Regions from separate parts of the Capsicum annuum genome. Here region 1 is linked to region 2. Evidence: chromatin contacts called from public Hi-C data. All regions are on one chromosome and are shown on one strand. Each heading gives the region's core, a stretch centred on a gene start, on an enhancer-like site or on the middle of the called end of the contact. The rest is flanking DNA. Distances are from core to core; before and after follow the strand shown. Region 1 holds the start of LOC107850833. Region 2 has its middle 17 kb from the start of LOC107849583.

What was found. Hi-C and Micro-C count contacts between places; a contact is called where the count stands out from the background.
Region 1: a contact with region 2 is called in a Hi-C map of pericarp, with 3 times the contacts expected there. The contact joins the promoter of LOC107850833 here to the enhancer-like site in region 2. A contact is called at or near these places in 3 of 5 Hi-C or Micro-C datasets (bud, pericarp and placenta).

The regions. Positions count from the first base shown.
Region 1 is chr12:83,520,221-83,526,739 of UCD10Xv1.1, forward strand. LOC107850833 reads left to right here and starts at 2,065. Exons shown (of 4, transcript XM_016695616.2): 1 at 2,065-2,465; 2 at 2,828-3,028. The coding sequence starts at 2,454.
Region 2 is chr12:83,471,803-83,478,387 of UCD10Xv1.1, forward strand. No RefSeq gene overlaps it. Among protein-coding and RNA genes, the nearest start is that of LOC107849583, 17 kb to the left of the region's middle. Within about 2 kb of position 3,524, at least 5 of the 5 cell types and tissues checked have an H3K27ac peak or open chromatin away from gene starts, as enhancers often do. A contact at or near this core is called in bud and pericarp, where this site is marked.

The sequences.
Region 1 (6,519 bases), core at 815-3,314, 47 kb after region 2:
TCAACAGTTGTGACTAACAACTTAAAATATACATCAAAAATTAATGTAAAATGAGAGAAAATGAAGTTATGACCTTCAGACAACTACAAAAAATGAGAGGAAAAATTAAATGAAGACAAGATCCTACGTTGTATACTTCAATCAAGAAAGCTCTAGTGTTCAATCTCTATAAGTTGTTGACATATAATGTTAGTTTGGTATAAATATTGATAATTGTGACTGCATTTAAGATAATATTTTGATAGTTCACTGATGTTGGCAGCTGTATTTGCTTTTCAAATAATTTGTTGGTTATAATTTTGATAGTTTTGTCTGCTTTTTAAAATAATTTATTAATTATAATTTTGACAGCTTTGACTACGTTTTGTAACTGTAATATTTTTAACAATTATGTTTTTTTGTAAATGTATTTGAAAATAAAATATAAATGCACTCATTTTTTATTAATGATTATGCAGTTGTGATTGCCCCTTTTATTGATGCTGAAATGTTTGGTTGTGCTTATGCAACTATGACTATATTTATTAATATCTGGTGTAAATGATTGATTGTTTATTCTTTAATTTTGTGATGCTGTATACAAAATGTGCAGTTTATGCACCACAAAAATTCACATTAATCAACCTAAGAAAACCTTACCATTTCATTACAGTAAACTATCAAAGTTCATTACAAAGTTTACAATTTCAACCCCTCACAGCATAACAAAAACAAGGACATTAACAGTTTATGACAACCTTCTTGAATTTCCTTTCTAGTACATAAATTAAAACAAAATACTAACACCAAAAATACATACACAAATGAGAGTAGTCCAAAGGTGTTCCTCCTTTCTCTTGGACTTAGCCAACTTGATCTTCTATTTCTTCTCATTTGTCTTCACCATCCTCAAATCATCCTCGAAATTATTCAGTTGAAACTTTATTTTGTTCATGTCTATTTTGCTTTTCACAAATTTAGTTGTCCTAGTAATCTCGTCATCAATTATTTTTTGTTCATGAATTGTACATTTTGTAGAAGGTTCAACTCTTTCCTCAAACTCTTCAATTCTTTCCAACAGTTTAGAAATAACAAATTTGAACCTTGAATCAATATAGACATTCTTTCAAAGCCAAAAATAGCATGATCTAACATTCTACAATGAAAGCAATTAAATTCGTATACACTATCAAGATCAATGTTTGAATAAAAATTCAATAAAAATTCACTCACCCCATGGTAAGGACAACTCCAATATCTTCTACCCAAATTTTTTAAGGCTCATAAAGTCATCAAAGACAAAAGATTTCCATATTTATAGCGAACCTTTTTCAACTCATGATCTTCTTCTTACTTACAAAGTCTACTCAAGCTTATCTTAACCATTATTAAAGTACCTCGATTAAGAAAAATAATACGATTGTTCGATCGTGAAAAAATTAATTCAAATTTGATGAAACATTTGAGGGAAGAAACAGTTATCAAAATTAAAAAAAAAAAAAAAAAAGAAGAGAAAAGACCTATACTTTCTCGCAATATAGTAAGAATTCAAACGATTAAAAGGGTTTAGTTATCAATTTTTTAAAGAAACGAGTTTGAGTTTTGATGTTTGATAACCAATTTAGGAATTAGGGTTCTTGAGTTTGGAAATTCCAAATTGACTTTCATGATTTTTTTTTGATCAAAATATTCGTTGGGAGCTTCAATTTATTAATTTTTTAATATTTTTTACCGTTTATTTTTAAGTTTTAAGAGATTGGACGTGCTTTTCATGAGTGTAAGAAACGGACCTCGACATGTTCATTGCGAGAAGTAAATAAATTCACTTTTATATTATATAGATGTGTAATAAGTCATATTAATAATTTAAGTATGTCTTTAACTTTTTGTGTATAATTTAAAATAAAAATAATAAATTTTTTGTATTATGAAAAAGTGAAAGTGATTTCAAGTCTTATTTTAATTAATACTTATATTGAAAAGTGCAACGTTTGGTAGAGGGTGTTTCCATTAATTTTCGTAAAGGTGGAAACCTTTGCTTGACCTTTAAAAATGTAGACTATATTACTATTTCTTTCGTTTTGTTTTGTTTTAGTTGGCATTTCTGTTTTTAAAAAAATTATTTTAATTTATTTATTTTATTTATAAAATTGAAGAAAATTATTATATTATTTTAATTATTAAATAACTATATAAAATAACTATATTTAAATTTATATTCTATTTTAAAAATATAATTAATAAAGTTAATTTATGTGAATTATTATGAAATAACAGGAGTACCTAACTTATTTGAAACCTAAATAGGTTGCTTCATACCGTCCCCCACTTATACAACCAACCAACCCACTCAAGCTAAACGCCATCTTTCAGTACTGTAGCTGAGAAGAGGTAGAAGAAGAAATTACCACTACAATATCAATTACTTCCCTCTACTGACTCCCCATCTTCCATTGGCTCTTCCAAACACATACATGATGGAAATGGTAAATCCTCTTCTCTATATGCATATGGTGCAATTAATTTCTAGAAAGCATTTGGTTATGTAGATATAAATGATACTCTATTTATTTCAAAATAAATGAATTTGTTGAGCTATTTTTTAATATTTAAAATAAATAAATTATTTATTCTTCAAGATATGTTGAAATTTTTTTTTTAATTTTATCATTTTATTTAATGAGGATTTTAAGAATTTTACATATTCTAAGAAAGTAATTTAAAAATAATTAACAAGATAATAGTGAAAAATAACTTACAAAAGATATTTTTCTTTAACAGGCGTGTCATTAATTAACGATTTAAATATTTTGATGGAGGGAGTAACTGATACACATATATGTTATAGGAGTACTCATGTAGAAGATCAAATGGAGTGCAGATTCCAGTATTTGGAGAGTGGGACAAGGCAAACGAGATGCCAATCACCCAGTATTTCGAGTCCGCCAGACAAGCTGGGTTGATACGCGACAGCTGCCATTCTTCACAAGAACAAAATCCTCACCTGTATTTCCAGCAACCTCACTTTTCTGCTTTCCCTCACACAAAGGTCAGTTTTCCTCTCTTTTTCCCTTTTTACTGGAGCATCTTGGGGATTTTCTCTTCTTTATCACCTTACTTCCGCACCTCACTGACGAGAGTTAAGTTATTTTCTGCCTCAATTTAAAATTTATATATTTGAAAACTCAATATCGAGTAATACAAATTCAATAATTAAAAATTTTATTCAACAAAATACTAGCTTGAGGCTCATAATCTGAAGATTCAAAAGAATAAAAAGATTACTCTATCCGTTTTAAAAAGAATGATCTAATTTGACTTGACACCAAATTTAAGAAATAAAAAATACTTTTAAATATTATGATCTTAAATTAAAAATATGTCAAATGTATCAAAATATCCTTCAATTTTGAAATCTTAAACATATTCTATGAAAAGTTATTTTTTAAAAAAAAAAGTTATTTATTTTTAAATGAATTGAAAAGAAAACTAGCTTTTTTTTTTTGAAAGGAAAATAGCTCGTTATTTTTTAAAAAAGAAGTATGTACATACTAGTATAATTTCCCGATAGTTTGAAATTGACACCCTTATTGAGCGGCCCCGCCTTTTTTTTTTTCAACCAAAATTCTTATTTTATTAATGCAAAGCCGAATTTAAAGAATTAAGAGATGTAGAAGTATCTTTGACAATCCAACAAAGAAAACAAAGAAATCCACACTAATCTGTCTACCAACGTACGAGAAAATTTAGCCATATTATGCGCTAACATATTCCAAGATCAAGGAATATATATAACTGAAACTTGTTCAAATATCCTCATTAGCTTTCATATATCTTCGCACATGGTATCTATCTCTCATGAAGCTACACTCCTCTTCATAATCATGTCCACTACATTTTTTGTGTCTGATAAAATTTGTACCTTTGTCCATCCATTTTCTTGAGCTTTTTCCAATGCAATCCGAATTGTAAGTGCTTCTGCAATGATGATCTTCCCAACAAATTGAAGTGGGGAGCCAAGGGCTTGAAGCAAATTTCCAGAGTCGCTTGATATCTTAGATTTCTGTTGGTGCGTATTTATTTTTACACTTAATAAAATAAATAACGAGTCACCTGATATAGAGTATCTTTGTGTAGTTTGTTTGTGGGAAATAAACCTTTCATTATTTCCACACTTGATTGAATTTTATCAAAGCTTTTTCGAGTATTATTGACAGTCTTAGATTTTAAACATCAAACAAGGAAAACACTTCCTTCCGTCAATATTATTTAAGAGTTTCTGAGGCAATAACTAAGGGTGTTCATGATAGATTTGAATTAATTTTTAATTAAAATTAAAATTAAAATTAAATTATTTTAATTAATTTTTAAAAATAACCAAATCAAATCTTATAAAATAAAAATCATTGGTTTGTTTCTTGTCGATTTAAGTTTGGTTTGGTTTGATTTATTAATTTTTAACTAATTATTGATAAATTGGTAAGGATAAAATAACGGAGACATGAGATAACTATTTTAAATGAACATTAGAAATTAATGAATTTGTCTTAGTTCTCGCAAGATAAATGTATATAAATCTTTTAATATTTTTCAGCATTATTTTAATGTTTTAGCATGTTTAAGTTGCATAACTTTAGAAGTTATCCACATCACATATCTAACATCCACAAAACTAAACTTTAAAATTTAAAATAGAATAGTTAACTCTACAAAAATTAAAGAGGCGACCTTGAAGAGTAGATGAATGCCTTAACAAAGAAAATTAAAATTGATAAAATACGACACCATAGACAATTAGATCTAGAGAGGGTTGGGTTTGAGCATGTTTTTTTATATATTAGAAAAGTTGATTTGACATGTTAGTTTTAGGTCATTAATAAAAATTTTGAGGATATTATGATCTTTGAAAACATTTTTGCAATAGTAGTTTGCTTAAGAAGATTGTCTTTTCTGTAAAACTATTTACCTCATCAATAAATCGAAAAAAATACCATCTCATTTTTGTTAAAATTACATATCATGCCCTAAAAAGAAATGTCATTGTATATTGTGGGTCCATTGTGCTTTTCCAAATTGACACGTGCATAACCATATATTTTCCATTTGAGTTGGGTGAAGGATAATCACTTATTTATATCATTATTTTATCGTCAAATAATCATAGAAAGTATTAATAATGAAATTTAATTTTTTAAAATATGATTAATAAATTTGAATTAGTAAAATAAACACAAAAAAATATTTTCTAAAAATATAAGTGGATTTTACTTATTTGTTTGTATTACGTATACAAACAAAAAATATTAGAATTATTTCAAAATTAGATGCATTAGCTTTCTTATTTTTTTTCCTTCCTAATTTCACATAAAAACAAAATTAACCAAGAAGATACTATATTCATATATTTCGTATAGATTTGATATTCAAAGTTTAGCCATAAAATATTGAATTAATTTTAAAAATTAGTTAAATTAACTCTCAATAAATAAAACATAACAAGTATTTTGAATTAAAGGAAGTGAAATGAAAAAATCACATAAATATACAATGTTAGAGCCTATATTATAAAATCTACCAGAAGATTCTATTTTACAAATTATACCAATCCAAAACTAACAAAACCTATTAAATAGGAGGATTTTTTTTTAGAAAATTAAATACACAGAAAAAAGGGCACAAAAATCGTTTTAAGCCCTTGTTTTCATTTCCCTCTTCGTCTTCATCATCATCCTGCTTCTGCAATCCTCCTTCCCTGAGCTTTCTACTGAAATTTTGAGTAATTATATTCAACTCATTGGATATGGTAGATCTCTTTCCTTCTTGGAAACTACTTCACGAAATCAGTGGAAAGAGAAAAAGATTGATGAATATGCATCATAAGCTTGATGTAATATTGGAGAATATTATTAATGATCATAAACAGAATAGAGCCAATGGGAAAAAAGGCAACTGTGAATTTGGAGGTGAAGATCTGATTGACGTTTTACTCAGAGTTATGGAAAAATAATATTCACTTGATCGTCATTCCGCGTGATTTCTCGTAACATTGACACAAAATATCATTATCATAGTTTTATGATGCTTTCTTTCCTATTTATATTCTGTTCCATTTCATCTTTCTAAGTATATCTCCCATTAAAGTAATAATCACATTTCATCTTTCTGGTTGGAATTATGCAGTACGAAGGAACTATATTCAGTTTTTTCAATGTAATTTTGAAAGACAATCTTGTTATCCATGTTAGTTGTCGTTGTGCTTTCTTGTAGTGTCTTGGTCTTGGAGTTTTGGTTATGTTTGTTGTTTCAAGGTCGAGTGTCTTTCCAGAAGATCTAGGAGGATTCCCGGTAGGATTGGTGCTAGATCCAAAAGATCCCCAACCTTTCCAGACAGTTTTCTCTTTTTGAATAGAAGAAACCATGTACTGATACTTAAAGTTATTCCCATTAAAGCTACAATACTAGATACTACTATCACTTTCCGAGATCTTTATTGCTTTCTTTGAGAAATAATTCGTTTTCTATCATTTTTCACTCTCCTCT
Region 2 (6,585 bases), core at 2,274-4,773:
AAATCTATAAATTATGCATCATTTTTTCCAACTCATTCATGTTAATATTAATGGGAACTTACATAGGATAGTCGAAGTCAACGGGGGCAAAACCATGCATTGGACTTGATTCTGCTGAGTTCTCCAGTGAAGTCATAATTTCTTCAAGTTTCAGCTCGTCGCTCGGCTCCGGTTTCATTCCTTGGTTTCTTCTTTCCGCTCTAATCCAATCTCTGAGGCAAACTACAACATTCATTGCATTGCTTCCCAATGAGTGTCGGTTGTCTCCAAGCTGCTGTCGTCCCTGACTAAAGGCGCTCTCTGATGCAACAGTTGATATTGGAACATTCAAGATATCTCTAGCTAATCTTGAAAGCACAGGATATTGTGTTTCATTACTCCTCCACCAATCCAATGTGTTGATCCATCGTCTGCGATCCTCTGGTGCCGTCCGAAAATAATATTTCAGCTCTTCCCGATAAGTTGATGTGTAAGTTCTCTCATCAACACTGTTCCAACAATTTAAATCATAAAACGAATCAGAAAAACCACTATGTGTTGGCCTTTTAGAAGATGATGGCTCCTCGGGAGGATGAGGAGCGACAGTTGGAGTGATATTTGTTGGTACGGCTAAATCAAATAAATCAGCATAGTGATTATACAATTTTTCTATGTAATCCTTTGCATCAGCCGTAGCCGTCCACAAATCAGGTTGTACTTGTTCAGAATCATGGTTAGTCTTTATTTCTAAGTTAGTATAAATAAGAGTACTAAAGTGACACATATTATTATATTTCATGCACGGATTTAGCATAGCACCAACCAAGTAAATAGGAGAAATCGGAAAAAAATATTTTTTAAATTTCGTAAACATGACGCCAACAGCTTCTTTATAACCTTCTTTATTTTTATATTCTTTGAGCAAACCAGAAATATCGGCTATATATGCCAAAATATTACAAACAGTAGGATAATAAGCACCGAAAAATTCAACCGTAGCTACATAAAATTTTTCTAAAAACTTAACAAGATCATTAATTACAACCCAATCAGAATTATGTAGCATGCAATCAGCAGAATCAGCAAATGAACCGCAATGTTGGTTAAAAGCTAGTGTAATAGGAATTCTATATTTATAACAAGTTTTTAAAAATTCATACGTAGAATTCCATCTAGTATCAATTTCCTCAGGCATCAAAATCGGTGTAAGTCCATTTTCTTGACATTTAACTTTAAATTCTCTAATTCTCGATCTACGATTATTTCCTTGAATAAAACCAACAGCAAGGTGATTTTTTTCAATATAAAACTCAAAAAATTCAAGACCATCTTTTACAATTAAATTATATATATGACATGCACACTTAATATGAAAAATTTCAGGCAAGGGCAGAGATAGCGTAGATTTTAATTTTTTTATAGCAGTGTTGTTGTTAGAAGCATTATCAAAATCAATACATAAAATTTTATTTTCGATACCATAATATCTGGCTATTTTAACAATAGAATCAGCAATAAATTATCCAGTATGTTTACGATCTTCATCATATAAAAAAGTAAGAATACGTTTTTGCATCACGAAATTACTATCCATTCAATGACAAGTAACGATTAAATAATCATTTTTATTTACAGCACGACCAAGATCAGAAGTTAGGGACAATCTACATTGAATATTTTTTAACAATGTTGATAAATAAAAATAATATTGTGAATGAAGTCTAAAAATATCAGACCGACAAGTAGTTCTAGGAATACCGTTAAACATAAGATTATAAATTGCTTGTATATAACGAATAAAGGTATCAAAAGAAGGAAAATTAAAAGGCAAACAACCCACAGCTACCATTTTAGCTATTTCTTCCTGGTCCCTCAATTTATTATACTTCTTCGCTACGTGACCGGTTGCTGAGTCCATTCTAGTTTGCATTGACCCACCAACATCCCCACCACCTTTTGCAAAATTTAACTTTCTTTTGTGATCTTCAGCTACATGTCTCATTAACGTACCCGTACCCCCTTGCTTGCCTCCACTTCTATGCTTATATATTTGTTGACAAATATTGCATTGCACCTTAATATCTGATATACGTTCAAAAAATTGCCATGCAATACTAGCTCTTTTATGAGGTTTTGGGGCACTGGGAGGACGGGAAGGGAGATTAACTAATTCAGATCTAACGTTAGCATCTCCTACTGCGGGTGTCTCAGCAATATTTTCATTATCTTCGTCTAAATTAACCGCATCAACTTCATTTTCTTCTTCTATACCGTAATTTTTCTGAGCTTCTACATAATCCATATCGTGAGCACCTACACCTATTTCTTCCTCAAAAGGTGTACCAATTGGTTCCGGAGGCGAAGGCACACGGGTATATCTACTACTTGAACTACCTCTACCGCTAGTAATTCGCTTTTTACTACCACTACCGCTTCCGGGACAAAAATTTTTAACACCTTTAGTAGCGAGATTTCTTAATTTATCCATAATATAAATTAAATTAAATTAAAAATATTCAAAATACACAAATATAATAAAATTAAATATTAAACAATTAATACAATAAATAAAAATTAAACGTAAGAGATGGAACGACAATACCAAATTTTGGAAGTATCCGAAGATTGCGACTTTAGAAACTTCCGCTCGCACTTTGTAAACGAAAAATTAAAAAATTAAAGTGAACACTTTAACAAATTAAATATATTGAATATTTGAGAATTGAGAATTGAGATTTGAGAGAGAATAAGATTTGAGAGAGTGAAAAATTATGTGAAAAATGATTTGAAGTTGTAGGATATTTATAAATTTTTTTTTGGGATTAAAAATATTTATTAAAGTTTTTTTAATAAATGGGCCCAAATTAGCCGTTTGGACCCAAAAACAGCTATATAGCCGTTGGACCAATGGCTATATAGCCGTTGGACCAACGGCTATATAGCCGTTGGACCAACGGCTAGTTTGGCCCAAAAGCCAAAATCTCATTTTTTTTTAAAATTTATTCGGACCGGCCGGCGGGCCTGGACCGGGCTTGATCCGGGCCGGGTTAGCTGGACCCATTTTAAAAAATAACCGGCCCGGGACCCGAAACCCTAAAGCCCTAGGGCTTAGCGGGCTGAATTAATTACGAGTGCTGGGTTGGGTCGGGCCGGATCGGGCCGGCCCACTTGACACCCATAGCTGCGATTGCCTGTTCACACCTAGTGAATTTTATCTTCTTGTTACTTTCAAATTAAAGAAGATAGTGTTTCTTATTTTCCTATTTGCGGAGAAATTGTATTTTTTTTTTTTTTTTGGAAAAACATTTCTTTGGATACCAAACATTCCATAGGTTGAAGCCTTGAAGGTGTGAATCAGAAAAATGTGCAATCAATTGTACCATGGATCGATCATCTAAAAGTATAATTAGTGAGTGGGCATATGGAAAGAGTGAAAGTTATAATATTGTCAAAAAAGTTGTTTTGGGTCAACAAAGGCTTTCAGCAGCTTTAGGCGCAACCTTGGGGATGCCTTGGGTTTGAGTGAAGCTAAAACTTGTGTTGAAAAGAAGAAAGAGGCTGATCAGATGAGATCAAATCATCTCCGGAATGCGTGCACCGCGGAGATATATGGTCAACGAAAGTTACTTTTCAGCATCGCTACTTTGACAATAGACTAGTCCTTTTGTCATTTTTTTCTGTTTTTTCCTTTCTCTTTTCTTAACTTTGTCTTTTCAGATTTTTTTTTAATTGTTTTATTTTTCACATGGTATTTGATATCCATAGTGAAGGCTCAATTAATTCAAATCATCATTGCAAAGTCCATTTTGAGAATGATGCTATCAATTGAATTTTCTTCATACCCAAAACTCAAATTTAAAATCTCTAATTAAGGGTGAAGTAGTTTCACCACTACACCACAACATATTTTGGTTGTCTCCATATTAGTAATCACTTTTCACAACATACTCTATAGTAGAAGTATAAGTTTTGTTAGGAATTCTCAATTAACTGTACTACTGCTGCTTTAATTTTCTCCAATTTGGTTGCTCCTCTTTTTTCCGTTAGTGAGTGCTAAAATCTAAATGGTTTACAAAATTTTGAATGATATACGCAGATTTATTAGCTAGTTAATAATCTTTTCGATTCAATTTATATGATACAATTTTTTTATTGTTAGTTTTAAAAAGAATAACGTATTTTCTTATTTAACAAATATTTAATAACACTATCAATATTTTATCTATATTGGGCAGAGATGGATCTATATATATGGTTCAGGGTGCCAAAACATCTGACATCTCAGTTAAAACTTCGTATATATATGTATATATATAAGAGAAAATGTATAGAATATAGTCTCGACATCTAGAAAAACAATTGGGTGTAAAGTGCCATTGGTGATAAGTTGGATTTTGTTGCGCATGGATGCGCGTTCAAGCCTAGCTAGTGTACTTTTTAATACTAATTTTATGACCCAGGCTCTTCCATGTTCACCTAACGAAGATAAGTTATACTTTGTTTTTTTTTTAAAATTCATGTAACTTATGTAAGATGCAGTTATGCGATTTTTCAAATCAATTGGTGTCTGAAACTTTTAAATTCTAAATCAATCTATGATGTTGGGCTTCACTTATTTAGTAAAAAGTCAAATTTCTATCATATAAATTGAAACTTACGAAGTACCTATAACTATCTAAAAAAATGTTTAAGATGATTCCTTTACCATTTTTTTGAACCATATATTCCAGAAACTGCAGGTACAAATTGATATAATCTATGGTGAAAATACATAGTGTGTTTGGTATGAAGGAAAACATAAAACATTTTTCAATTTTCTCATATTTGATTGGCTTAAAAGTTTTAGAAAATATTTTTGAAATCAATTTATTTTCCTCAAATATAAGAAAAATGACTTACCTTCAAAAAGTAATAAAAACATTTTTCAAAATTCTCTTTCAACCTCACACTTAAGTTAAAATATTTATACAACTCACAAAATCACCCACCTCTACTCCACCCCTCAATCCCCTACCCCCACCCCACCCCCATCCAAAAGAAATATTTCAAATTTTTTTCATACCTCATCCTCTACCCAAAACCCACCCCCCACCCCCATCAAAAAAAATATAATTTTTAACCCCGAAAATACTTTTTTTAGGGTGTGTTCGATATGAAGGAGGAATAACGTTTTAGAAAACAGACACTAACTCAATTTGCATAACGAACACAAGATTATAAATAAGAAACAACTTATTTTTCTAGAAAACGTTATTCCTCCTTCATATCGAACACACCCTAAAAAAAGTATTTTCGGGGTTAAAAATTATTTCTTAAAAAATATATTTTACTCTTTAACTAAATACTTAAATTTATTTTTAAAAAAATATTTTTCACTCACCAACCAAATATAAGAAAACAAGAAAGAAATCAACTTATTTTCCAGGAAAATATTTTCATGGAAAACATTTTCCCTCGTACCAAACATACCCATAGAAAGTCAAGTACTTTGTATTTTGCGTATTAGAGTATTTGTTTTTCTTAGAAGTCACAACTCCAGGGGCAGTCCATGAGCTCAATTTCAATAACCGTGAAGAATTAAGCAACTAATATTTGTTAATGATAAATGTACTGCCAAAAAAATATTGTTCACAAATTTTATAGTGAAAAAGAAAGGTACAATCCATGTCATAGTTTAGTACTCCCTCTATTTCATAATCAATGAATTATTGAGGTATTTTAGCAAAATGATCTATTGAATTTTTATATTTATTCGAATTTATAATGTGGATACATCTACTTAGATCTTTATTATCTGAACCACTTAGTTCAGCAAAATATAATATTTTAATTTTTTTTTTTGACTTGACATTACATGTGGCATAAACCATATAAGAGCTTATGATACAAATGAAACAAAAGCGCGAGACCTTGTAAATAGGGTCTAACAGTCACTTTAGGGTTTATGTTACTCATCTTCTTCCCCATTTGCTTCTACCATCATTGTTGGACAAATTTAAGCTTTTTTTTTTTTTTTTTGCCCTTTTTGATTTTCTATCTCCAAATTTCCTCTTCATTAACCTTTTTTTGCCTAGCATTATACTTCTATCTTTTCAGTGCATTTTCAGTTCAAATTTAACCCCATTTTTAGTCGTTGTAAATTTTTTCATCATGACAGTTCATGTTTATTATTGTGGACTTTATGATGAACTTAAAATTCCAACAAAGAATAAACATGAAATAAAGCAAAACCCCCAACAAAATTCAACAAAAATAGTGTTAATCGACAAAAATCTAAAAATAAAAAAAATGATACAATTTTAGAACATGAAATAATTAGGACAATACGTTGATAAACTTACATAGATAGCTTGAAAATCGAATAACTATAACAAGAACAATTACAGAATTAAGGGGAAACCAAAAAAAAAAGTGTAAGTAGGGTGTCTACATAAAAAAAAAAAGAATGAAAAAATGAGAAGTTTTTTTAGGGTTTTAACTTGTTTCCACGTTATTTCCTAAGTGAGTTTTAGGAGTTTAACTTTTAATTACGTGTCAGCATTTGCGCTATAGCTCAACAACCAAGTCAAATAAGAACTTAAAATATTGTGTTTTGATGGATTAAAG